Regions from separate parts of the Mus musculus genome. Here regions 2, 3, 4 and 5 are each linked to region 1. The links are chromatin contacts, called in public HiChIP or PLAC-seq and promoter capture Hi-C maps. All regions are on one chromosome and are shown on one strand. Each heading gives the region's core, a stretch centred on a gene start, on an enhancer-like site or on the middle of the called end of the contact. The rest is flanking DNA. Distances are from core to core; before and after follow the strand shown.

What was found. Promoter capture Hi-C pulls out the DNA fragments that hold promoters and counts their contacts. HiChIP or PLAC-seq counts read pairs in DNA pulled down with a chosen protein or histone mark.
Region 2: a promoter capture Hi-C map of pre-B cells shows a contact between it and region 1, with 3 times the contacts expected there. The contact joins the promoter of Orai1 here to the promoter of Clip1 in region 1. A contact is called at or near these places in 2 of 39 promoter capture datasets (liver and pre-B cells) and 1 of 115 datasets of contacts at active chromatin or transcription factors (bone marrow-derived macrophages).
Region 3: an HNF4G HiChIP or PLAC-seq map of pancreatic cancer cells shows a contact between it and region 1. The contact joins the promoter of Morn3 here to the promoter of Clip1 in region 1. A contact is called at or near these places in 1 of 39 promoter capture datasets (pre-B cells) and 3 of 115 datasets of contacts at active chromatin or transcription factors (bone marrow-derived macrophages, memory CD8 T cells and pancreatic cancer cells).
Region 4: a FOXA1 HiChIP or PLAC-seq map of pancreatic cancer cells shows a contact between it and region 1. The contact joins the promoter of Tmem120b here to the promoter of Clip1 in region 1. A contact is called at or near these places in 1 of 39 promoter capture datasets (pre-B cells), 3 of 115 datasets of contacts at active chromatin or transcription factors (bone marrow-derived macrophages, embryonic stem cells and pancreatic cancer cells) and 1 of 9 other capture datasets (pancreatic islet).
Region 5: a contact with region 1 is called in an HNF4G HiChIP or PLAC-seq map of pancreatic cancer cells. The contact joins the promoter of Setd1b here to the promoter of Clip1 in region 1. A contact is called at or near these places in 6 of 115 datasets of contacts at active chromatin or transcription factors (bone marrow-derived dendritic cells, bone marrow-derived macrophages, effector CD8 T cells and 3 more).

Annotation. Positions count from the first base shown.
Region 1 is chr5:123,682,332-123,686,815 of GRCm38.p6, forward strand. Clip1 (CAP-GLY domain containing linker protein 1) reads right to left here and starts at 2,030. Exons shown (of 24, transcript NM_019765.5): 1 at 1,921-2,030.
Region 2 is chr5:123,012,498-123,016,981 of GRCm38.p6, forward strand. It overlaps Orai1 (ORAI calcium release-activated calcium modulator 1), which reads left to right and starts at 2,577. Exons shown (of 2, transcript NM_175423.3): 1 at 2,577-3,069. The coding sequence starts at 2,761. It overlaps Gm2479 (a long non-coding RNA gene), which reads right to left and starts at 2,530. Exons shown (of 3, transcript XR_387710.4): 1 at 2,230-2,530.
Region 3 is chr5:123,044,992-123,049,475 of GRCm38.p6, forward strand. Morn3 (MORN repeat containing 3) reads right to left here and starts at 2,025. Exons shown (of 5, transcript NM_029112.2): 1 at 1,640-2,025. The coding sequence starts at 1,784.
Region 4 is chr5:123,074,228-123,078,711 of GRCm38.p6, forward strand. It overlaps Tmem120b (transmembrane protein 120B), which reads left to right and starts at 2,048. Exons shown (of 12, transcript NM_001039723.2): 1 at 2,048-2,268. The coding sequence starts at 2,200.
Region 5 is chr5:123,139,510-123,143,993 of GRCm38.p6, forward strand. Setd1b (SET domain containing 1B) reads left to right here and starts at 2,684. Exons shown (of 17, transcript NM_001040398.2): 1 at 2,684-2,945; 2 at 3,434-3,618; 3 at 3,847-3,945. The coding sequence starts at 3,448. It also overlaps a transcript of Rhof not described here.

The sequences.
Region 1 (4,484 bases), core at 780-3,279:
AATGTATTAAATTTCTTAAAGACAAGAACCAGGTTGGCTTATTTTCGTGCTCAGCAATGACTGAAAGAGCTGAGAATAGCAAAATCCTCATGTTCAGAGATACTACCAAAGTTCCCACCCAGGTTCAATGTTTACCTCTCTAATCCAGGCCTAGGAGGAAGCCTAACCACTTCCTCTGAACCTCAGCAAGAGTCCCAGGCTCTCAGCTGAGCAATCACCCACTTCCTTGGCTTTCATAACGTCCAGCCTTGCCTTTTACCATTGATTCACTGCCCTAACAAACTAACTTAGCAGACTGAGGTACAGTTCTTGACAACATCTCGTATTGGCTGTGACTCTGACCTTTCAGTGCCCTCCCTGTAAAATGACGATGACAGCAACCTCCCTAGGTTGGATGGATTACATGAGATAAAAACAAAAACAAAACTCTGCACTTGCCCAGAGCACGGTCAGAAGGAGCCCTCCATAAACCCTAATTGTTATTATTTCAAGAGGAAGAAATGCCCCAAGGCTGAGGAGCAACAGTCCTGAGGATACTTGCAAAAGAGCATCATTACGCCTAGAAGCCAAACGCGGCTCTCCTAACTGGGAGCCACAATTAGGAATAATAATCATAAAATCCTAGCATGAGAATCACCAAAGCACCACCGCATAAATACTAACAGAGCCCCAAGCAGACAGACAGACACAGTCCTGGGCCTAGAAGAGGCTAGACTGCCGACTCACACCAAAATGAAAAAAAACAAAAACAAAAACAAAAAAAAAACCAAGGAAATGACAGAAACATATCCACTGTCTTAATAAATAAATAAGTAAATAAATAGAAACAGTAGTTGGCAAGTTTTTGCTAAAAAATGGGTATGCACGTGGATTCCAGACTTAACGAGTCATTTCTTCATACCAGAGAGGTGGGGCTGGGCAGGGAGGAAGGGGGTGGTGTGCGGTTTCTGCCAGATGGGAAAAGCCACATGAAGCGGAGAGACTACGGGATGTCAGGGCAGGACTCCAGACTCAGAAAAAAATAAAAATAAATAAAAATTAAATAAATTAATCCGATATTCTGTTGTTCTCTCCCCAATAACGCAACACCTCCAGGTTCGAGACAAACCACAAGGCTCTCTGCTTTTAAAATAGTCACCCCATCCCCACCCCCAACCCCGAACAAGTGTCATCTGTCTTCCGCGCCAACCCCCGACCGCGCTGGCAGGTTCGGGTTACCGGGCAGCGGTGATTTCAGAGATCTGGCACCCTGTTTCGCCCTTCTACCTTCACAGAGAATCACGCTCCAGGGGTCTGAAGGAAAACAAAAGCCCGGGGCCGAACAGCCAGGGACCGGGAACCGGGGCCCGAGCCGGGCCGGGCTGAGCCCGAGCGCCACGGGGCAAGGGCGCCCTCCATGCCGGCTCGCGGCCGGCCACCCGGCGTCCCGGGCCTGCCCGAGGAAAGCTCGCCCAGATGGCGAGCGGCGGGAGGCGTCCAGGGCAACAGGTCGAACCGGACCCGCGGCCTCTGGGAGCGACGGAGCCGTCCCCGGAACCTCCCCCTCCAAGAGCTGGGGAAGAGGACGCGGGCTCCTCCGAGAACGGCTCCCGAGGCGGCGCAGGGACAAGGAGTCCACGCTCCATCTTGAGGCGGCGGGAGGAAGGCAGGCAAGGCCCCGGGCCGCGGCTGCCAGGGCCCGGACGCGCGCGGCTCGCACGCAGCCAGCCTTCCCCGCAGCCACGCTCTCCCCGCGCCCGCCACCCTCCCGGGTGCGTCCGCGGCTCCTCGGCCGCCGTCCCGGTGCGTGGCGGGAGCTTGAGACGAGCCTTCCCTCCCGGCGTTTCCCTCCCGGATCCCCGGGCGGCGGGAAGGAGCGGAGGGAGAACGGGTGGGACGGCGAGGAAGGAGAGATGGAGATGGGGCCCGCGCTTCGCTCACCGCCTGGGACGCCGCTGGTCGCCGTCACCTGCCTCCCAGCAGCAGCAGCAGCAGCCGCCGCGGCCGCCGCCTCCCGCCTCCCCGGCTCTTCGGCTCGGGGCGGGGAAGAGAACGTGACGCGCTGCCGCCGCCGCCGCGGGGCCGGGAGAAGACGCCGCGCCGCCCCTCCCCGTGCCCGGGCCGCTGCCGCCCGCGAGCTCCCCTGCCGCCCCTTTGTCTGCCTGCTCCCCTTGCGAGCCCCTAAATCCTCCACGATAAGGAGCAAGATGCCGGGGGACGGACCGAAGGGCCTGCAGACGCGGGTGCCTTGGCATTTCAGGCTTCTCCCTGTTTCCTAGCCAAGTGTGCCCAGAATATGCAAGTCACCCCGGATGGCTACCCGTAGACTGGACCAACCGCAGCCTGCCGTTTGGGGATGGGATGGGGTGCGGTTGGAGAGTGGGGGAGCTGATTGATTTCATTGACCTCCCTTTCCCGCCTAGAGCAGGGTGATAAATCCGTTGCCCCAAGTTGGAAGGGAGATGCCCATAGGCAAGCTCAGCTTGGGATGAACGGTCTCTGCTCTCCAGGAAATCACTGAGGGGTTAAAAAAAAAAAATCCTTTGAGATGAGCCCAGGGCTGCAGCCCAGTTAGTTTAAGAAAAGCGTCTTTTATTCGCCCCAGTCGTTTGGACAGAAGCCCAGGTTAATGTCCCGTTCGGGCTCCTCCCCAAGCAGGGATCCCCTTGTCAAGCTTTTGAAAGGGACTGGAGAGGACGCTGCAACAGCCGGCTCAGGGCTGCGCTAGCAGAGGGCGGCCAGCATTTCGCTCCCATGGACCATGGCAACCCCAGAAGTTTTGCAGCTCCCGGCAGAAATCTGCAGCTGTTGGAAGCCCAGGTTTCTGCAGTGACTCAGTATTGATGGAGAAGGGGCCAAGGAGGAAATATTCTGAAGGGCGACCTCCCTTCTTGACCTTTATTTAAAACACCATTGTGTCTGGGCAAACAGGCACCTCAGAGAGCCCAAGAAGGGAACTCCACTGGAAATGCACAAAGTAAATTTCATCTGCAGACCCTCCTGTCCATTTAAGCCTTAAATCACACACACACAAAAATAATCTATTATTCCACCTGAGCCTGATATGTGAGCTCCAAGGTCAAGAGGTGAGAGTACCCTGGGAACCCAGAATTCATTCCTACTTAGGCAAGCAATACTTACCCGCTGATCTGAGTACAATTCAACTCTGTTTTTCCTCTCTTGGTTATTCCAGATGGTTTCTGTGTGTAATAGCCTTGGCTGTCCTGGAACTCTCTTTGTAGACCAGGCTGGCCTCAAACACAGAGATTTGCCTGCCTCTGCCTCCTGAGTTCCAGGACAGCCAGAGCTACACAGAGTATACATAGAACCCTGTCATAAAATTTATAATAACAAATAAATAAAATATTTAATAATAATAATAATAATAATAATAGCAGCCAGGCCTATTGGTGTGCACACTGACAATACTAGCCTTCAGGAGTGGGAGGCAGCTGAATCTCTTGAGGTTAACCTAGCCTGCTCTACATACCATCCAGGGCTATATCCTGGCGATGAGTAAAAATGTATTGGGGTGGCAGCAGCACACGCCTTTAATCCCAGCACTCAGGAGGCAGAAGCAGAGAGAGCTCTGAATATAAGACCAGCCTGGTCTCCAGAACGAATTCCAGGACACCCAGGCCTACACAGAGAAACACTGTCCTGAAAAACCAAGAAAAAAAAAGTGGAAATGATGAGAGAATGACAAACTGCTGTTTAGAATCCCAGGATGAGCTCTCAAAGAGAACCAGCCAATGACCACAAAAGCTCCATTCAGCTAACCAAGAACAGCAGTAGGCACCATCCTGCAAACTACACTCCAGGCCTTCTCAATAGACTAGGGCTCTGAGTACAGACGGCTTTACAATGTGGAGGGTGACCAAAGTCACTTATAAGGTTGCCATCACATATCTAAGATCCTGTGCCTTTTTAAAAATCCAGTAAGGCAGGATATCTGTGAAATTGGTGCTTGATGCAGTAGTTCTGATCAATGAATATCTTTTTGAGTGCACACACACAAAAAGTTGAGACCTCCTTCCACAACATCCAACACAGTGAAGTACATGGGGACACATGTTCACAGCATTCACAGCAGAAGTGGGTTGTTTGTTTGTTTGTTTGTTTGTTTACAGCAGAAGTATTTGATATAGTCAAAAATCGGGAACAGACTGAGAGTGTTAGCCCAGCATCACAGCACTGGGAAGTCAGAGGCAAGTGGATCTCTGAGATCCACATAGGTCTACCTCGTGAGTTCTACACCAGCAAGAGACCCTGTCACATAACAGCTAAGTAAATATACATGTTTTTAACACTTAGTATATTCACAGTACAGTTCCTCAAAATGTTAAACAGAGTTCCCATGTGATCCAGCATTTATACTCAGAGGTATAGTCCCAAGAGAAATTAAAACATGTGTTGCAGGGCTAGAGAAATGGCTCAGAGATTAAGAGCACTGGCTGCTTTTCCAGACTACCCAAGTTCAATTCCCAATACCCACATGGTAGCTC
Region 2 (4,484 bases), core at 1,327-3,826, 670 kb before region 1:
GTAGACCAGGCTGGCCTCGAACTCAGAAATCCTCCTGCTTCTGCCTCCCAAGTGCTGGGATTAAAGGCGTGTGCTACCACACCCGGCTGTCTTCCAGACTCTTAACCTCCAGACCTCACGCCCTCTCTCTCTTGGTTTCCATGAACCAAGGATGTCAGTTACTGTATTGACTAAACCTGGTCCTACACAAACTCTAAAGGGTGGGGCTCAGATCAATACATTAATTGGCTAGACAACTTCAGATGCCGACCTAGCATTGCTGCGATAAAGGCCAAGACCGAAGGCAACTTGGGAAGGAAAGGGCTTATTTGGCTTACGTGTTCCCAGGTCACACTCTATCAGGGCAGGAACCGAAGCAGGGATCAGGGAGGAACGATGCTTACTGGCTGCCTCAGCCTGCCCTTCTTATAGAACTCAGGATTTTACCCACCTGTCCAGGGGGCAGCACCACTCACAGTGGGCTGGGCCATCCGTGAATCAATCATTCATCAAGAAAATGACCTCCAGATTTGCATACAGGCCAGTTTGAGGGGTACACATTCTCCATTGAGCTTCCCTCCTCTCCAATGGCTCTAGTTCATGTCAAGCTGACAAACAACAACAACAACAACAACAACAACAAAAACCCAAAAACCTAACACAGATGCTATTACAATCAGAGCTATGCAAGGGAAGATATCAGGGTGACCAGACAAGACCATACGTGGGGCTATGTAGGCAAAAGGAAAGGTCTTTAGGATAGTTGAGCACAGGTGTAAATGATAATCAGGAATAATAAGCACAAAGCCCATGTAGGAAACAAACCTAATGGGGTGAGATTTCAAATTCCAAGGGCTCAATCTTTTCGTTGTCATTTTATGTTCTGGAGACATTTTTGTTTGTTTGTTTGTTTGTTTTGGTTTTGTTTTGTTTTTCGAGACAGGGTTTCTTTGTATAGCCCTGGCTGTCCTGGAACTCACTCTGTAGACCAGGCTGGCCTCGAACTCAGAAATCTACCTGCCTCTGCCTCTGCCTCCCAAGTACTGGGATTAAAGGCATGCGCTACCACTGCCCAGGGAGACAAAGTCTTTTATGTAGCTGGCCTAGAACTCAGAGATCCTCTTGCCCTGCCTCTGTCTCCCAAGCGCTGGGATTAAAGGCTTGTGCCACCATGCCAGCCCCAAGTTCTCAATCTTTGTAAACCTGGGAAGGCAGCAGCTAGGGGAATCTCAGAAACTCCACAGGAGGCCTCTCTTTTGTGCCATGTGGTTGAGTGAAGGGCTGCCCTCTAGCGGTTGTACAAGAGTTTAACTCTCACACTGTTAGACCTGGAGTGCCACACCACATGCTTAGGATTTATTTGACTGGGATCTAAATTTATCATTTGTTCTTGTTTTTCCCACATGTATTCAGTCAACAAGCATTTCTTCAATGTGGAGTATGTGCCAAGAAACATTCTGAAGGCTGGGGGTTAAAGCGGTGAGACTGCTCTTAACGTGTCCTAAAGTTCCTTAGCCCAGTGCCCTCCCTACCTTACCGGTATCTCCTGAGCCCCACCCTGAACCTCCCTATTTTCCTCTTCCCTTAGGTCCTGGCGCCTATCTTGCTGGCCCAGGTCTCAGCTCAGATGAGACTCCCAAGGTGTGAACCTTTTTAGTCTGCCTCCTGCAGAATAGAAAACGCTACGGAGGGGTCTGGGAATGGCAGGCACAGGCTAATGGCAGGCACATGCTAATGGCAGTAGTCCAGAGGCTTGGGCAGATGGCTCTTTGTGAGTTCGAAGCCAGCCTGGTCTATATAACAAGTTTCAAACCAGGCAGAGCTATGTAGTCTCAAAAATAAATAAATACAAACGGGGGCTAGCATTCTAAAATTAAAATAAAAACCCTGTTACTATCCACCTTTTTTTATCTTTTTTTTTTCTGTACACATTTACAGTCTCCTGAACTATAATTGACTCGATGTTTGTGTGTCTTTTCTACAAGAGTGTTGGCTGCAAGGGTGCAGGGAATTTTGTCCCTCTTGTGTTTCGAGGCAAGGGCTCACTCCTCCTTCAAACTCATTGTTTTCCAGTCTCCTCTATGCTGGGACTCCAGGCACGCATAACATCTTCGGGATCGACTTTGTCCGTCTCAATCACAAGCCTACACCCTGCCCTCGGTGCCTGGGACCGTGTTGGCACCCAATAGACGCTCAATAACCGCTCACTGAACTCTAGTAGCCCTCCGCTTGCTCTTTTTTCCAACAGACCTTTTGCCACCTTGTTCCAAGGAGGAAATAGGCCTCAGGAGGCGCCCAGAGGTGACCTCGGATGGCCTAAGTCAAGAGCTCCGGGAGCAAAGCCACAGGAGCAGCTGCAAAGAGAAGCGAGGCCTGACAGCGTGGGGCGCTTCCAGGAAGGCGAGCCAGGGGCTGGGGGCGGAGCCGTCGGAGGCGGTGCGGGGTACGTCACTCGCACGGACACCGCCCACCGCCTTGTGGGCGGGGTGTGTTCGTGGGTGTGGCGTATGCAAATAACCTCGGGTCGCCGGCCAATCGTGGAGCTCGCGGAGGTGCCGGCTTGGGACCGGACGCCGGTCGGCACGCAGGCTCCGGTCGCGGCCGCTTGGAACTTGCGGAGCGGTTCTGCAGCCAGTGCCTCGGCCTTCGGATCCGGTGCGTCCGGCTGCGGGAGACCGGCTCGAGTGGGAGGCCGGCGGAGGTGCGGCGCGGCCCGGCCCGGCCCCGGGGCCGCAGCCTTCTCAGGCGCTCGCCGCCAGCCGCGCCTTCGCAGCGTACTCCATGCATCCGGAGCCTGCCCCGCCCCCGAGTCACAGCAATCCGGAGCTTCCCGTGAGCGGCGGCAGCAGCACTAGCGGCAGCCGCCGGAGCCGCCGCCGCAGCGGGGACGGGGAGCCCTCGGGGGCCCCACCGCTGCCGCCGCCGCCACCCGCCGTCAGCTACCCGGACTGGATCGGCCAGAGTTACTCCGAGGTGATGAGCCTCAACGAGCACTCGATGCAGGCGCTGTCCTGGCGCAAGCTCTACTTAAGCCGCGCCAAGCTCAAAGCTTCCAGCCGGACCTCGGCTCTGCTCTCCGGCTTCGCCATGGTGAGCTCGGGCCTCCCTGCCCTCCTCCCCTCTTCCTGCTTCGGCCGCTCCCGCCCGCAGCCCCGACGGGGCCCACAGTTGGGAGCGGGCTGGGCGTGCCTGGGGTGAGGGGAAGAGCTGGGGAAAGCTGTCCTAGGCGCCGGAGGGGAGCCAGAGGCTGCTGAGCTGTGAGGGCGAGGTGGACGACCAGAGATAGAGATACCCACGCGCAGGTGTTTTTAGACGGGCACCTTGTCGCGGCAAAGAGGTTAGGGTTACAAAGAATGTTGCTTTCATGAAGTTGCTATGTAAGAAGTCTGCCCTGCATGTAATCAGGGGGACAAGAAGGATGCAAAAGGTCCAGCCCACTGAGGACAGGTGTCAGGAGATGAAGATGAGCTACATTGTGGCCGCGCCTTCTCGCACACCTAAGGCCGGAAGGTATTAACAAGACTTTATCAAATATTGGAGGGGATTTCCCAATACGTTCCACCTCCCCATACTCCACTAACTCTTACTCCCTTTTACACTCCCCACCCCACCGCATTTTCCAAGAGCCTCAGCCTAGGGGTTGAGTGCCACTCCCCACCCTCATTTTCTTCTCTAGAAACTTGCCTCTGAGTCACTGGGTGTGGGGGAGGAGGGTGGGACATGTTCCCCTTGAAAGGGCTCTTGCTTGATGAAGAGGTAGGCATATTTTCCTCCCCTCAAGTCCCAAGAAGGTGGTACGAAGCCTCTGCAGGAGGCGCCCCTGGAGGCTGCAGGTTAGGCACCAGACCTTAACTCTAGGAATACCTTCAGGCTTGCCTGTCTTGGAGTTTGCCTGGAGCTGTTATTATCTTTCGATGACATCAACCTACATCAGTGGGGTCTGCCGCCCCCCCCCTTCACCATCACGGCCGCCTCCCCCCCCCCCCCCCCCCCCCCCGTGAATTAGCTAAGCCTTTGGCCTTGAGGAAGGGAGTGGTTGGCACCCTTGGTTTTCTTGGGAAGGGAGTGTTGTCTGGGTCTCTCCCTGTCGCCTGCAAACAAGTGGATCAACACAGTTGTGAGCCCGGATGCTTTAGAAGCCCACAGTGCACTAGGCCAGAGAGGAAAGGCCAGGAGGTGTGATATAAATTACCCTTCCCAGCTCTGCCACTTGCTGCTTGCCTGTATGACCTCAGGCAAATCAATCTCTCTCTCTCTCTCTCTCTCTCTCCCTCTCTCTCTCTCTCTCTCTCTCTCTCCCTCTCTACCTCTCTCCCTCTCCCCAGATCTTGATTTCTTAAATGGCAGATTAAAAAAAAAAACCTTAAAACCGACTTTAAAAAATGATGTTGGAGGAGGAGCCCTTTAAAGAGGTGAAAGTGAGTTGGCTTATAATTATAGTACTCAGGAGGCAGAGGCAGGAGGATTGCCCATGACTTCAAGACCTGTCTGTTCTACACAGCTAG
Region 3 (4,484 bases), core at 775-3,274, 640 kb before region 1:
CATGTGGTTGCTGGGATTTGAACTCATGACCTTCGGAAGAGCAGTCAGTGCTCTTAACTGCTGAGCCATCTCACCAGCCCTTTGCTTTGTTTTTGAGACAGGGTGTCATTATGTAGCCCCAGCTGCACTGGAACTTGCCAGGTAGACCAGCCTGGCCTTGAATTCACTGAGGTCATCCTGCCTCTGCCTCTGGAGTACTGGAACTAAAAGTATGAGACACCGCAGTTGGATGCTTCCTTCCTTCCTTCTTTCTTTCCTTTCTCTCTTTTTAAATTTTATTTTGTTTTGAGATAAGGTCTCATGTAGCTGAAGCTGGCCTTGAACCCCTGATCTCCCTACATATTGTCTTCCAAGCACTTGGGCACTGCAGGAATGCACCATCATACCTGGCTTCTCCAACCCCAACTTGCTTTGGGGGAGGGGGATCTTAGAGATAGGGTCATAGCCCAGCCTTGATCTTCCTACCTCAGACTCCTGAGCCAGTAACTGGGCTTATAGGTAATGTATACTAAAACCACATCCAATTCTGACCCACGTTCTCTCCCATTACTCTTTGTTCAGCTACACTGACTTCTAGTCTGTCCCTCAGTCAAGTTACACTGACCTCCCTAATTCTAATTCTACAGTTTAAGGTCTAAATTTTAGACGAAAAGCCCCTCAACCTGGACACATCTTTATCCTTTCTGCCTAGCTCAAACATCACCCTGCTCCTGTCTTCTTTGTTACTCCCTCTCTTCCCCTCTCTGGTGCCCTCTATAGCCTAATACCACCTCTTCAGTAGTCACTTCTTCCCAGGTCACCTCATTTGGGAAATGTGATGGTAGTCTACTTTGCAGAGTCTCCCCGAGCACCCTTGCTCTGAGCAATCTTGCTGCGTGTACTTTATAAAGAGACATTGTTGCCACTTAACAGATGAGAAAACCTATAGATAAGGTATTCTAACAATGCAGGCTCAGGGATTCTAGTGTAGATAACCCAGGAAGGCAGGAGAAGAAAGTGGTTAAGTCTGGAATTGCAAGACTAGAGCTTTTAAATAGAGTCCCCGTCCTACCCCCATCCATCCCGGACAAACGTGATTTGCAATGTATCGGCCAGAACCCATTCGCCCCCTGCTGGTTAAGACTTGAGTCCAGGCATACAGGAGTAATCATGGTCACTCAGTTACTTCTGGGGGGTTGGATAGGTCCAACCTGTGTCTTGAGGCCCAGACCTTGTGCCCCCACCATCTGCAGAGCATCAGGGCAGCATCTGAAGCCCACAACGCCTACTGCAAGTCATTTTCTTAATGTGTTGACCTTTTCAACCAACCCCAGGCTCTGCTACCCTGTCAGAAGACAGAGAGCGATCCAGCACCCCCAGAACCCCACCCAGCTTTGGGCTGGCTTCTGATGATCCCTATCCCATTTTTGTTTTCTGTCCCTAGACTCTGGCTCAGCTGAAGTCAGGGCTGACTTGGACTTCAGAGCCACAGCCCCCTGCTGGTCCCGGTTCTGGTCACTAAGTGGGGTTGGGAACAAAACAAGATCGCTTATGTTCTTAATGGACTCTGTAACAGTGCTTTTTGTTTTGTTTTGCATTGCCCACCCACTCTGACCCCACGCTGGCCACTAATCCCCGGAGGCTCTCCCGCTTAGCTTACCGTGTTTCAAGTTGCCCTTCCATTCGCCCACGTAGTGATCGCCGTTCACAGCAAACACTTGGTGTCTCAGTCCGTTCTTCTGGGCTTTCCGGTCCCACCCTTTCCACGGCGGCTCTACTTTCCTTGGACACTTAGTGACCGGCATGCTGGCTGCCTCTGTGGTGTTGCGGGGGTGCTAGCAGGAGGTAGGGGCATCAGGGGCTCAGTGACTCCCGTGTATCCTGGGGATCCTGGTACTTCCTGGGGAGGTGCCTGCCTGAGTTCCAATAGGGCAGGTCATTTGTGTTCTGAGTCCCCAGGGCAGGTGAAGAGCCCTCAGTGGGGATCCCTCTGTGCTGGACTGACCCACAACAGTCCTTGCCCTTGCATTCTCCTAGGGTCCATCTGTCAGGGATGTGATGGCATAATTCCTTTGGAACCCAGGGATTGTGATGACACTGGAGAGAAGCTGCCCCTGGGAAAAATGATGCTCACAGGTGACTTAATGACTTGAAAGACCAATCAGGAACCGACTTTGGTAGAAGAGACTCGAAGTAAGAAAGATCAGATGGTACCAAGTACTGGGACCACTCCAGGTGTATCAGAGGGTATCAGGCAGACAGCTGCCTGCCCTGTTAGCCCTTGCCCTACGTACCTGGTAGATGGGACAGATGAAGCTCAGGGGTTGCCTTTCAGCAGGGGAGATCCCACAAATCAGAGACTGATTTCATGGTGACTAACTGTCCCAGACTGCAAGTCTAGCTATACAGTGAGACCTTGTCTCAAAACAAACACAGTTGGACAGCCCTTGGCTCACTGGTCATCCTTCCACATCTGAGCCCTACGACTCTTATCTGGTAGAGCCATAGACTCTAGAGGGAAACAGTGGGTGGCCCAGGGTCTCCTCCCCATGTCTGGGAGCCCCGACCTGTTTTCCTCAGGTCCCCAGAATCTCCAGAAGGGATTGTTCATGTCTTTCCATCTGTCTCCAGCTGGCTCATGGGTGATAAAAACGTTCCTATCTACATCCTGGGGACCGCAATCTCCCTCAACTAATACAACCACATACTCCATAGGTTCTGAGGCTGTACAAATCCACTCCCATTAAATCTTGCACCGGCAGCACATACACACAGGTGCTGCCAATCAAAATATCCTCAGGTTGAAGCCAGTTCTAGGAGGTCATGGTATCTTAGCATCCACCCACAGGGTCAGCCTCACAACCTGTGTGCTTCAGGTTGGACACTGTGCCTGCCACCTGTGCATGTTTTACAGCCTCTGTTCCCACAGAGGGGACTACTGGCACATGACTTTAATCCCAGCACTCAGGAGGCAGAGGCAGGAAGATATCTGAGTTCAAGGCCAGCCTGGTCTACAGAGTGAGTTCCAGGATAGTCAGGGCTACACAGAGAAACCCTGTCTTGAAAAGCCAAAAACCCAAAATAAAAACAAAACAAACAAACAAAAAAATCAAAACAAAACAAAGCTTGCTTTTTTTTTTTTTTAATATGGAGTCTTGCTATGGCTCTGTGGCCCTGGCTGACATGGAACTCCATACTCCATATGTAGACCAGATGTAGACCAGGCTAGCCCCTAATTTGCATTATTCTTCTTGCCTCCTGAGTGCTGGCATAAAAGACATGTACCACTACACTCAAGTTCATTCATTCATTCATTCTCTCTGCCCCTTTCTGTTTCTAATAGGGTGTCATGTAGTACAGGTTAGACTCAAACTCCCAATGTAGCTGAGAATGACTTTTTTTCAATCCAGGGTCTCATGTAACCCAGGCTAGCCTCAGACTCACGATGCAGGATGACTTTAAATTAGCGGTCCTCCCAACTCTACCTCCTAAATGCTAGGATTGCAAGCATTAGCCTTCTTGCTTGGTTTATGCAGTGCTTAGAATCAAGCCCAGGGCTTCACACATGCCAAGCAAGTACTCTATCTACTGGTCCTCAGGCAGTGGTCTTAACCGATGAGCCATCTCTCCAGCCCCATACTGGCAGTTCTCCACGTGCCCTTTAATTGTTGTGTAGAGATCTGGCTTCTTGGCAGGGCCTCAGATGGAGAGTGGAGGACTTGAGAGGGGAGCCATGGTATAGAAGGTTTGTGCTGCTGTCAGAATCCTGAGGCTACCAATCTGCATTTGCAGTATCTTTATATATCCTTCGAGAACAATCCTGATAGTACCTTTTCCCTCTGAAAGCACCCCTGCTCTGGCCACCATTCTCAGCAGAGATGACTGGGGCCATGTGTTTTTTTGTTTCTCACTGCACCCAAGTGCCCACACATAGTAGGTTCTCAACTAAGGGCAAAGAGATGCTGGGAGTTGTAATGCAACCCGTAATCCTAACTGCTGGAAAGCTGAGGCAGAGGAATCACCACAAGTCTGAGGTCAGCTTGGGAGTGAGACCCTGTCTTGAAAAAAGCAGAAACTAGAGAAGGAGAGGATGGCCCAGTGGTTAAGAGCAGCACTTGTGCTGGGCATGGTGGCCCATACCTTTTAATCCCAACACTCAGGAGGCAGAGGCAGGCTGATTTCTGAGTTCGAGGCAAGCCTGATCTACAGAGTGAGTTCCAGGACAGCTAGGGCTATACAGAGAAACCCTGTCTTGAAAAAACAAAACAAACAAACAAACAAAAAACTAAGGAGAGCTCTGTGGACACTGGAGGGGAGGGGACAGACAGCTGGGGTCATTCCCGAGCTCCAGCCCCTTCATCCACTGGCTCACCTGTAACAGCAGCCTTGGACTTCACTCAACCCGCAGCTGAAGTTGTGAGTCTTGGGCCTAGGGAGGTTGTTATGGCAACGCCAAAACTGACTGACTTGCTGTGCCCGCCTCTTCCTGCAGAGGCAGGGTAGCG
Region 4 (4,484 bases), core at 798-3,297, 610 kb before region 1:
GGTTTTTTTGTTTTGTTTTTTTGTTTGTTTGTTTGTTTTTTTGCCAGGCAGTGGTAGCACACACCTTTAGTCCTAGCACTTGGGAGGCAGAGGCAGGTGAATTTCTGAGTTCAAGGCCAGCCTGGTCTACAGAGTGAGTTCTAGGACAGCCAGGGCTACACAGAGAAACCCTGTCTCGAAAAACCAAAAGAAAAAGAAAAAAAAAAAAAAAAAAAAGAAAAAAGAAAAAGAAAAAGAAACCCTGTCTCAAAAAAAAAAAAAACAAAACAAATTTTTTTTTTTCATTTTCCCACTTTGATTGGTTGTTTTTTTTTTTTTACTAGATATTTTCTTTATTTACATTTCAAATGTTATTCCCTTTCCTGGTTTCCCCCACGAAAACCCCCTATCCCCTCCCCCTCTCACTGCTTACCAACCCACCCACTCCTGCTTCCTGGCCCTGGCATTCCCCTACACTGGGGCATAGAACCTTCACAGGACCAAGGGCCTTTCCTCCCATTGATGACCAACTAGGCCTTCCTCTGCTACATATGCAGCTAGAGCCATGAGTCCCTCCGTGTGTAGTCTTTGGCTGGTGGTTTAGTCCCTGGGAGCTCTGGGGATACTGGTTAATTCACATTGTTGTTCCTCCTAGTGGGCTGCAAGCACCTTCAGCTCCTTGGGTACTTTCTCTAGCTCTTTCATGTGACTGCTGGGAATTGAACTCAGGATCTCTGGGAGAGCAGCCAGTGCTCTTAACCGCTGAGGCTGACCCATCTCTCTAGCCCTTCTGGGGATTTTCATTCACAGTGTCTTCATAAGAGAGGGCACACAGAGAGGCCCTGTAACTACTGGTCAGAGAGAATGGAGCAATGCAGATGAAAGCCATGGAGTATGTAGGCTCAACAGTCACTGTCATGGCTACTAGGTAGCAAGGCAAGGCCCTACCCAGGGTCTCAGGAGTCATGACACTTTCGTTTCAGGTTGGTCGCTGTGAGATAAATGCACTTCTATTGTCTAGGCCACCCACTTGTAGCTAAGCATAGCCCTGTGAAACTAATGCAGGTGTCCTTTTAATTTTAATTAATTTTACAGGGTCTTACTGTGGAGCTGGCCCTGAGCTATGTAGACCAGGCTGGTCTCAAACCCACAGAGATCTATCTGCCTCTGGCCCTGGAGTGCTTCAATGAAAGGCATGTGCCACCCAAACTGCAGAACACACACCCTTAACCACTGAAGTTTTTCCCTCCAGCCCCGACAGGCATCATTTGATATTTTATTTGTTTGTTTGTTTGTTTGTTTGTTGAGACAAGTCTTACTACGTTGTCAAGGCTGGTATGCAATATCACACCCAGCTGCAGGTGTCATTTGAATGAGGTTCCAGGAGTGAGCAAGAAGCCACTGCATGATGATTCAGAGGGAGGAATGTCAAGTCAGGATAAAAACAATGGCCGGAGAGCTGGATTTAGGGCAGGGAGATAGGAGGTGTGGTTGGAAAAGCCAGGCTTGTGCAGGTCTTTTCGGACTTGGCACGGAAAGGGAGGCAACTGTATTCCATAAACTTGGTGGTTGTGGCTTTTGACTGACAGCACCAGCTGTCAAGAGTCACCCAGTGTCTTAGAGGACAGGGATGTATCTAGGCTGTATTGGTTGCAATAAATATCATCGCCAGCGTGAGATGACAGAGCCAAGTCTGCATTTTTCCCATCCTGCCCTTGACCTTACTACGCGGTCACTGTCAAAGCTGTCATTTCAGGGCACTGGCTTTGGCCTAGGTCAGGCAATGTGAAGGAATACATGAATTTTCCCTTTACCTCCTCCAAATCATTTCCACCTCACTCTCCCACAAAGATAATCTAAGTAACATAAGCCATAAATGCAGCTTACACATAAACCCTCCACCCACTCCGACGAGAAACCTACTACCTACACACGAGGAGTGAAGAGACCCAAAGAAGACTGAAGAGTTGCACCCGCCACGAGGCCAGAGCCCGGGGGATCGCCCATGCGCATGCGCGGGCCCCACCCTCGGGCGAGGGGGTGAGGCTGGCGCCGGGGCGGGGCCCGTGACGTCAGGTGCGCGCGTGGCTCCGGCTGCGCAGGAACAGCTGGTGCCTCGGGAGGCGGCTAGTGAGCGGGCGGGCGTGGGCTGCTGGTGGCCGGACGGGTCACGCTGCGGGTTTCGTCGCCGCCGCCGCCGCCGCCTTGCACCATTGCACCATGTCCGGCCAGCTGGAGCGTTGCGAGCGCGAGTGGCACGAGCTGGAGGGAGAATTTCAGGAGCTGCAGGTAGGACCGGGCCACCTGGTCCCGCCACTCTTGCTACCTGCGGTGCTTGTGCCTTCCCTATCTAGCCATCCCAGCCCGGAGGTGGGGCGATAGGACCCAGACGGTGGCCCGGGCTGTGCGTCCGATGGGCTGGTGGGTGGCCTGGCGCAGCCCCTTCCTATGTAGCAGCGCTTTGGCTCCTCAGTCTCTTGGGGCGCCCCTCATTCTCGCGCCCTCTCATCCACTCTTTGCTCCACGCTCTCCCTTCGCTACAGAAAGTTCGTCTCTGGCCCCCGAGGCAAGTTCCAGGTGTGTTCACGAGGAAACTGTGATACTCAAAGGACACCAGACCAACCCCCACACAAGGGATCTTCCCCCCAACCCTCCAGTTGCAGTTGGCTGTTCAACTCCTTACTACACGCTCTGTGCTGGCTGGGCAGCCCTCGCTGCAACTGCGGTTTGAGAGTTGTGCTTGGCTGCTTTCATCTTGGCCCCTTAGGCAGTTTTTAAGTCTCAGAGACCCCTCAGTCATAGCCTTGACTTTGGGAGCTCTGATGTGGTTCTGCTTATCGGCTGCTGCGAGCTGAGTTTACCATTGTGGATGGCAGGCATCTGTCAGTTCTGACAGCTGGCTGCCTCACCCGGTGATAGAGGGCTGCACCCAACCCCTCACCGTTTTGGCACAGAGCGTTCCACCTGGTGTGTTGAAGGTTGGTATAAGAGCTGGGCTCTTGAGAGGATAGCATCGCCACCCGGTCCTATCAGGAGGGTCCAGAGAGGCCTCAGCTATATGCTCTGGGGACTAGAGACTCAGGAAACCTTGGGGACGGCCAAGAGGAACAACACATGGCTTCCTCGCATTCACTCTCTCCTCCTCTCAATGGTTACTTTGTCATTCCCCTTGTCCCTGTAGCGTTCTCAGTTGGGCTGACCTCCTGCAATGTCCAGAGGAGAATGCTGTCAAGGGAGGTCTGTGATGGGTCTTTGTAAAGTGAGGCTGCCGATGTTACAGAAGGATGCCGGTGAACCTGAGCAGCAGATCGGCATGGGCAGAGACTTAAGAGACCCAGGACTGTCATCCCTTCGTAGTCCCTCCAGCATATATGGATGGGTTGGTGCCTTCTCTTTCAGATCTGAGGTCTTGGGTTCCTCATAGTTCCCAGAGGATCCCTTTTGGTTCCACCCACGGGGAAAAGACTCAGCCATATCCTTAACAATTTTTCCCACTGGGCTGTGAAGCCATGCCCAGCCACAGAGCCAGTGAGTGGGTCTTAGAGTTGGGAGTGGGAGAAGAGGTTTCCTGCGTGGGGCTTTTGCTTCTATTTCCTTCCTTTCGGCTTGTTTTAAACTACGAGGAGGAGGAGCCTAACACTGCAGAACTATGCAATTAATGCAATTATCAACAATTAGGTAGCAAGTCTTGGCAGGCAGGTGTCGTAAAGGAGGCCTTTGATTTGTTATGACAGGAAGATGTCATGAGGGGTCAGGTGCTCGGGTGGTCGGGGGCGGAGGAGTTATGAGTTGATCTGGATCTCCTCGTCTGGTGGTGAACAGCAAGGGCTGTTGGAAGGATCTGGTTTCTTAGAGATGGGACAACTGGGACAGACTAGATCCTCCTTTGAGGAAGAGGGACCCAACTGGTGTAGGCTTGATGGTCAGCTTCTGGGTCTGAGTACAGAGTGGATAGCTTCCTGGTGGTTAAGGTCATAGACTGGAGCAAAAATTCTCTTCTCTTCTCTTCTCTTCTCTTCTCTTCTCTTCTCTTCTCTTCTCTCTCTCTCCTCTATATATATGTATGGAGGGTATATATATATATATATATATACACACACACACACACATGCATTATGTATATTTACGTATAAATATATCTTTATAACATGTATTTATAATATATTTGATATATACAATGTTTATATGTAAATATATGCTTATAAATATATACTTAAAGGTTTATTGTTTTTATTTTTGTGTATGGGTGTTTCTCTCGAATGTATCTCTCTATGCACCACATCCGTGCCTGGTGCTGGAGGAATCCATAGGAGACCGTCATCAGATCCTCTGGACATTGAGTTATAGACAGTTGTGAGGCACGTGTGGGTCCTGAGATCCAAACTCAGGTTTTTGCCTGAGTAGCCAGTGCCTGTAATCACTGAGCCATTTCTCCTGCCCATTAATTTATTTACTTGTTAGTTTTATTTATGTGTCTCCGTGTGTGTGTGTGTGTGTGTGTGTGT
Region 5 (4,484 bases), core at 1,434-3,933, 540 kb before region 1:
GGCTCTCTTCGCCTTTGGGTGCAAAAGAGGCAGAGGGGTCTGGAGAGCCCTAGTCCCCTCACCCACCCACTGCAATCGGCTGCCAAGCTCAAGCTCAAGAAATCCCAGCTCCCAATCATCTGCAGCCCATGGCCTGCTCAATCGAGAGTTCCTCGAAGGGGGAAAAAGACACTTGAAAACAAATTTTTTTAGTCTAGTTTTTTACTTACCCACTCAGCCCGGCGCCATGGCGTCTAGAAGAAAAAGCTGGCCGGCGCTTTTGGAGATATTATAAAAATAACAGGTCTTTTTTTGGGAGGTGGGGGATGTTTGGTTGTTTAGTTGGGGGGAAACCTGGGGTTCTGGTGTCCCTTTGTTACCTTCTTTGTAAGTTACACTCGTGGTATTTCTGCTCCTTCCACGACTGCAAACTTTCCAGGGTTGGGCTGGCAAAAAGGCGGCTTCGCTGAGGGCTGTTTAGTGCTCTGGATTTACCAATGGTGTGATCGTCATTAAGAAACAAAAGGCGAAAACACAAGTCAAATCAAAACAAAAGGCAAAACCAGCCATCCCAACCGCCACAGAAAATACCACCGACTCAACGTAGGTGTTTGGCTTGAACCGGCTAAGGGCTTGTTTTCCAGTTTTAATCTAGTTTTCAGAGGCGGCTTTCAGTCTTTTTTTATACAAAAGGTCTTCCTTTCTCTTACCCTCCACCACCCCACACCCAGTTCGAGAAAAACAGCTGTTTTTCTTCAAATAGATCGATTTTCAAAGAGTGTACGAGCTACTGGGAAGAAATCTGAATAGCAACTATGGCTGTAAACATTTTTTTTTTTCCAAAAAGCTCGAAGCTAAAAAATCGTAGCTTTATAGAAGCAAAAACGTCTAAAAGCATTTTAACTGACTTACATCAGACAAAGACAAAGACATACATGCAGATGAAGCTTCCGAAAATTCAGGACATCTCAGGCGACAGTAACACGAGAACGGCAGTGCAGTTAAGGACAGAATGGATTGGGTACTTACAATGTAAAAGGTTTTTAGAAAATTTAACAGTAACAACAGCTCACAGTTTTTTTGTTATTGTTGCCGTTTCGCTACAACTATACATTTAAAACATTACCTTGTTAAAAAATAGAATTAATAAGATGGTCAGGCTTAAGTGTTTAATAGAGGAAACTATATTTAAAAATTTATTGTTCAGTCAAGAGAATACAGATTAAGACAGCTCCAAGCTCTCCCACCCACCCACCCGAGAAAAAAAAAAAAGGAAAAAAATTAAATATGTCATTTACTTAGGTTTTTTTGAATTCAAAACTGTTAACTGCTGACATTAATAGTGTGCTATGACCTAGTTATACAAGACAAAGATGGATTCCAAGTCATAAGGAAAAATCCAGATCTTTTTAAAAGGTCTTCATTCTTCCAAGTGTGAGTCCTTTGGCAAATGTTAAACACATTCAGGCGTCCTGAACTGGATGGTGGAGTCAAAGGAAAAGCATTCCCCATTTGCAACAAAGGAAAAACCCACTTGGCCATTTAATTCCATTGCAGAAAAATGGCTCCCTCATCTGTTGGCCTCTCCTTGGAGTCTGATGAAGGATGTTTTGAGATCAGCGTCTAATAACTCAAGCCCTATAGAAGCCGCGCGCTGATTGGCTGCCGCACCCTGCCGCCCTGCTCCAGCCAATTACCTACCCACGGCCAAATTACAAACCCCGAAAAGAGCCCCAATATGAAATACACCACCACGAAGCCCCGGCGAGGCGGCTGCTTCGCCTCGGCAGCCCGAGAAGAGAGACCGAGGGCGTCTGCAACCAGATCCACGCGAAAAGCCGGGGAAGCCTACGAGTTGAACTCACAAAATGGAAGCCGAGCGCTGATTGGCCGCCGCCACTCCCGGACCTTTAATAAAGAAAGGGGAAGGAAAATGATAAATGCAAAAAAGGGGACTCTCTGTCGCTGGTGGCTGGAGGAAGGAGGGAGGGAGAAGCATGTGTTCAAGACAATTACTGGGCGCTCCCCTCCAAAAATAAAAACAGAAAGGCAAAAAATAAAAACGAAAAAATAAAGAGAAAGAGCTATCTTCCCCGTCCAGGCGAGGGTTGTATCCTCCCAGGAATGTGAAGGCTAGTGTGGTTCCAAACCTTGGTTTCCCTTCCCCAGCACAGCTCCTGGGAGGGAGGGGGCGTGCGGGCCAAAGAGGAAGCGGGATCGGAGATACCTCGATTGCAAACTCGTTTGGGGTCGACGTCTGCCTCCCCTCCAGGCTTCTAGTAGTCATACACACGATCACCCCCCACTCGAAACCCAGCCCTTTTCGCCGAGACTCCACGCGTCCACCACCGGCCTGGGCAGTTTGGAAACAGTTTGGGAGGCCCTGGGGGCGCACACCGTGGAGTCTTCCGTAGCTGGAAGGGTAGCCCCAGCCGCGGGGGAGATAGAAGCCGTGGAGACCCCCCTCTCCCCCGTCAGCCAAGCCCCCCACCTCAGTCCCAGCAGAATAAATAAATTAAAAGGCCTTCCCCCCGGGGAAGGGGGGGGAGGCAGTGTGGGAGCGCGCGAGTGAGGGGTGGGGGGCCGCTGGGGCCCGGGGCTTTGGCGGCGCAGCTGCCGCCGCCGGGAGAGTGCCTGGGGAAGCGGCGAGGAAGGCGAGGGGAGGAGGAAGAGGAGGAGGAGGAGGAAGAGGAGGAGGGTGAGCACTCGGGTCGGGCTCCTTAGCGGTGTATTGTGGGATGTGCGGCTACTGGGAGCCGAGCCTCCGCCGCCAGCCGCCTCCCGGGCAGCAGCAGCAGCAGCAGCGGCGGCGGCAGCAGCAAGGGCAGCGGCAGCTCGGGGCCCGGCAGCCGCTAAGGCGGCGTCCCCCCCATCCCGGCCCCCGGTCCGGCCGCCCCGGCCTCGGCTCCCGCGGGGGACACCATGTACTGGCTGGCGGCGCAGGGAGGCCGGCGCCCGGCGGGGATGTAAGCGCGGCGCAGGGAAGGGAGGAGAGAGAGAGAGAGAGAGAGAGAGAGAGGCCGCGGTCAGAGGAGCCGGGCAGCCCGAGCCCCCGGCCCCCGCCCGGGCGGGCGACGCCAGGCCCTGCCGCGCGCCCCGCTCCCGAGCCGGGCCGAGCGCCACGCCGGGCGGCTGGCGGCACCATGGGCCGGAGCCCGCGTCCTCCGTGCGTCCCGGACCGCGCCAGCCCGCAGCGGGGGCCCCGGGCAGCCCCTCGCTGCCAGCCGGAGACGGTGGCCGAGCGGGCGGGCGCGTAAACCCTCCGGAAAGGGTTTATTCTCTCGCTCCATTCTTAGATTTTTTTTCCTCGGGAGGCGGGGGGGGGGGGGAGAGGCAGCGAGACAAGCTTTCGGGGCGCGCTGGTAAGGTGGGAGGGGGGTGGGGGCCAGCCGATTGGATTCTCGGGCGAATGTGTAGAAGCGTCGGAGAGGACAACAACTTGCTTGGGTTTCAGGTTGGGTTAACGGCATGGAGAACAGTCACCCCCACCACCACCACCAGCAGCCCCCGCCGCAGCCCGGCCCTTCGGGCGAGAGGAGGAACCACCATTGGAGAAGTTACAAGTTGATGATTGACCCGGCTCTGAAAAAGGGGCACCATAAACTGTACCGCTACGATGGGCAGCATTTCAGCCTGGCCGTGAGTAGCCGGCGCGCCTTCCCGCCACCCCCACCCACCCCCGGTGGAGCCCCCAGACAAGAGGCGAACGGAGGGGGACCCCTCTTCCAGCTACCTGGGCCAACTGTCAGCCAGGACTCCCTCCCCTCAGCCTGGAGTGGGACTGGTGCCTTGAGGGGGGGGGGTCTGCCCCTGCCCCTGGGGAGGGTGCCAGCCCTTCTATACTGAACCCCCTGTCTCTGCCCACAGATGTCCAGCAACCGCCCGGTGGAGATCGTGGAAGATCCCCGGGTGGTCGGAATCTGGACCAAAAACAAGGAGCTGGAGCTGTCTGTGCCCAAATTCAAGGTAGGACCCCTCCTCTCTGTCTTATGGTCCCTCCCCCCCTCCTTCCCCGAGTTCGAAAATAACGCCAGTCCTGACCAAGCCCAGCCGGATTCTTAGTTCCCGCCGTCCAGGACTGGGAAGTTTTGGCGGGGAGGGGGGAGAGGGGTGTCCCCTCCGGGCCACTGTAAACAAAATAACACTCGGAGAAACTGTAACGAGGGCACTGAGACTGTATCATGCCGGCAGAGCTGGGGGCTCCCGGTCCCCACCTGGGTCCTTGCGCACCCAGGGCCCTGGCTCAGGGACCCGCCCCCCTCCCAACCCTTTGGCTTTAAAGGGGACAACTTCCTAGACCAGAGGGTCGTCTGGGATCCAGCAGCAAGGATAGGAGGCCAGAATAGGGGGGTGGGGAAAGAGAAACTGTTTCTTTTTCCCCTTTCCTTTCGAACCCAGAGGACTTCCAGGTTCCAAACGATTTAATCCTCTGCTTCCTAGGCCCGCCCGCATGCTTTTTTTGTTTTCTTTTTTCTTTTTCTTTCTTTTTTTTAACTGCTGGGCAA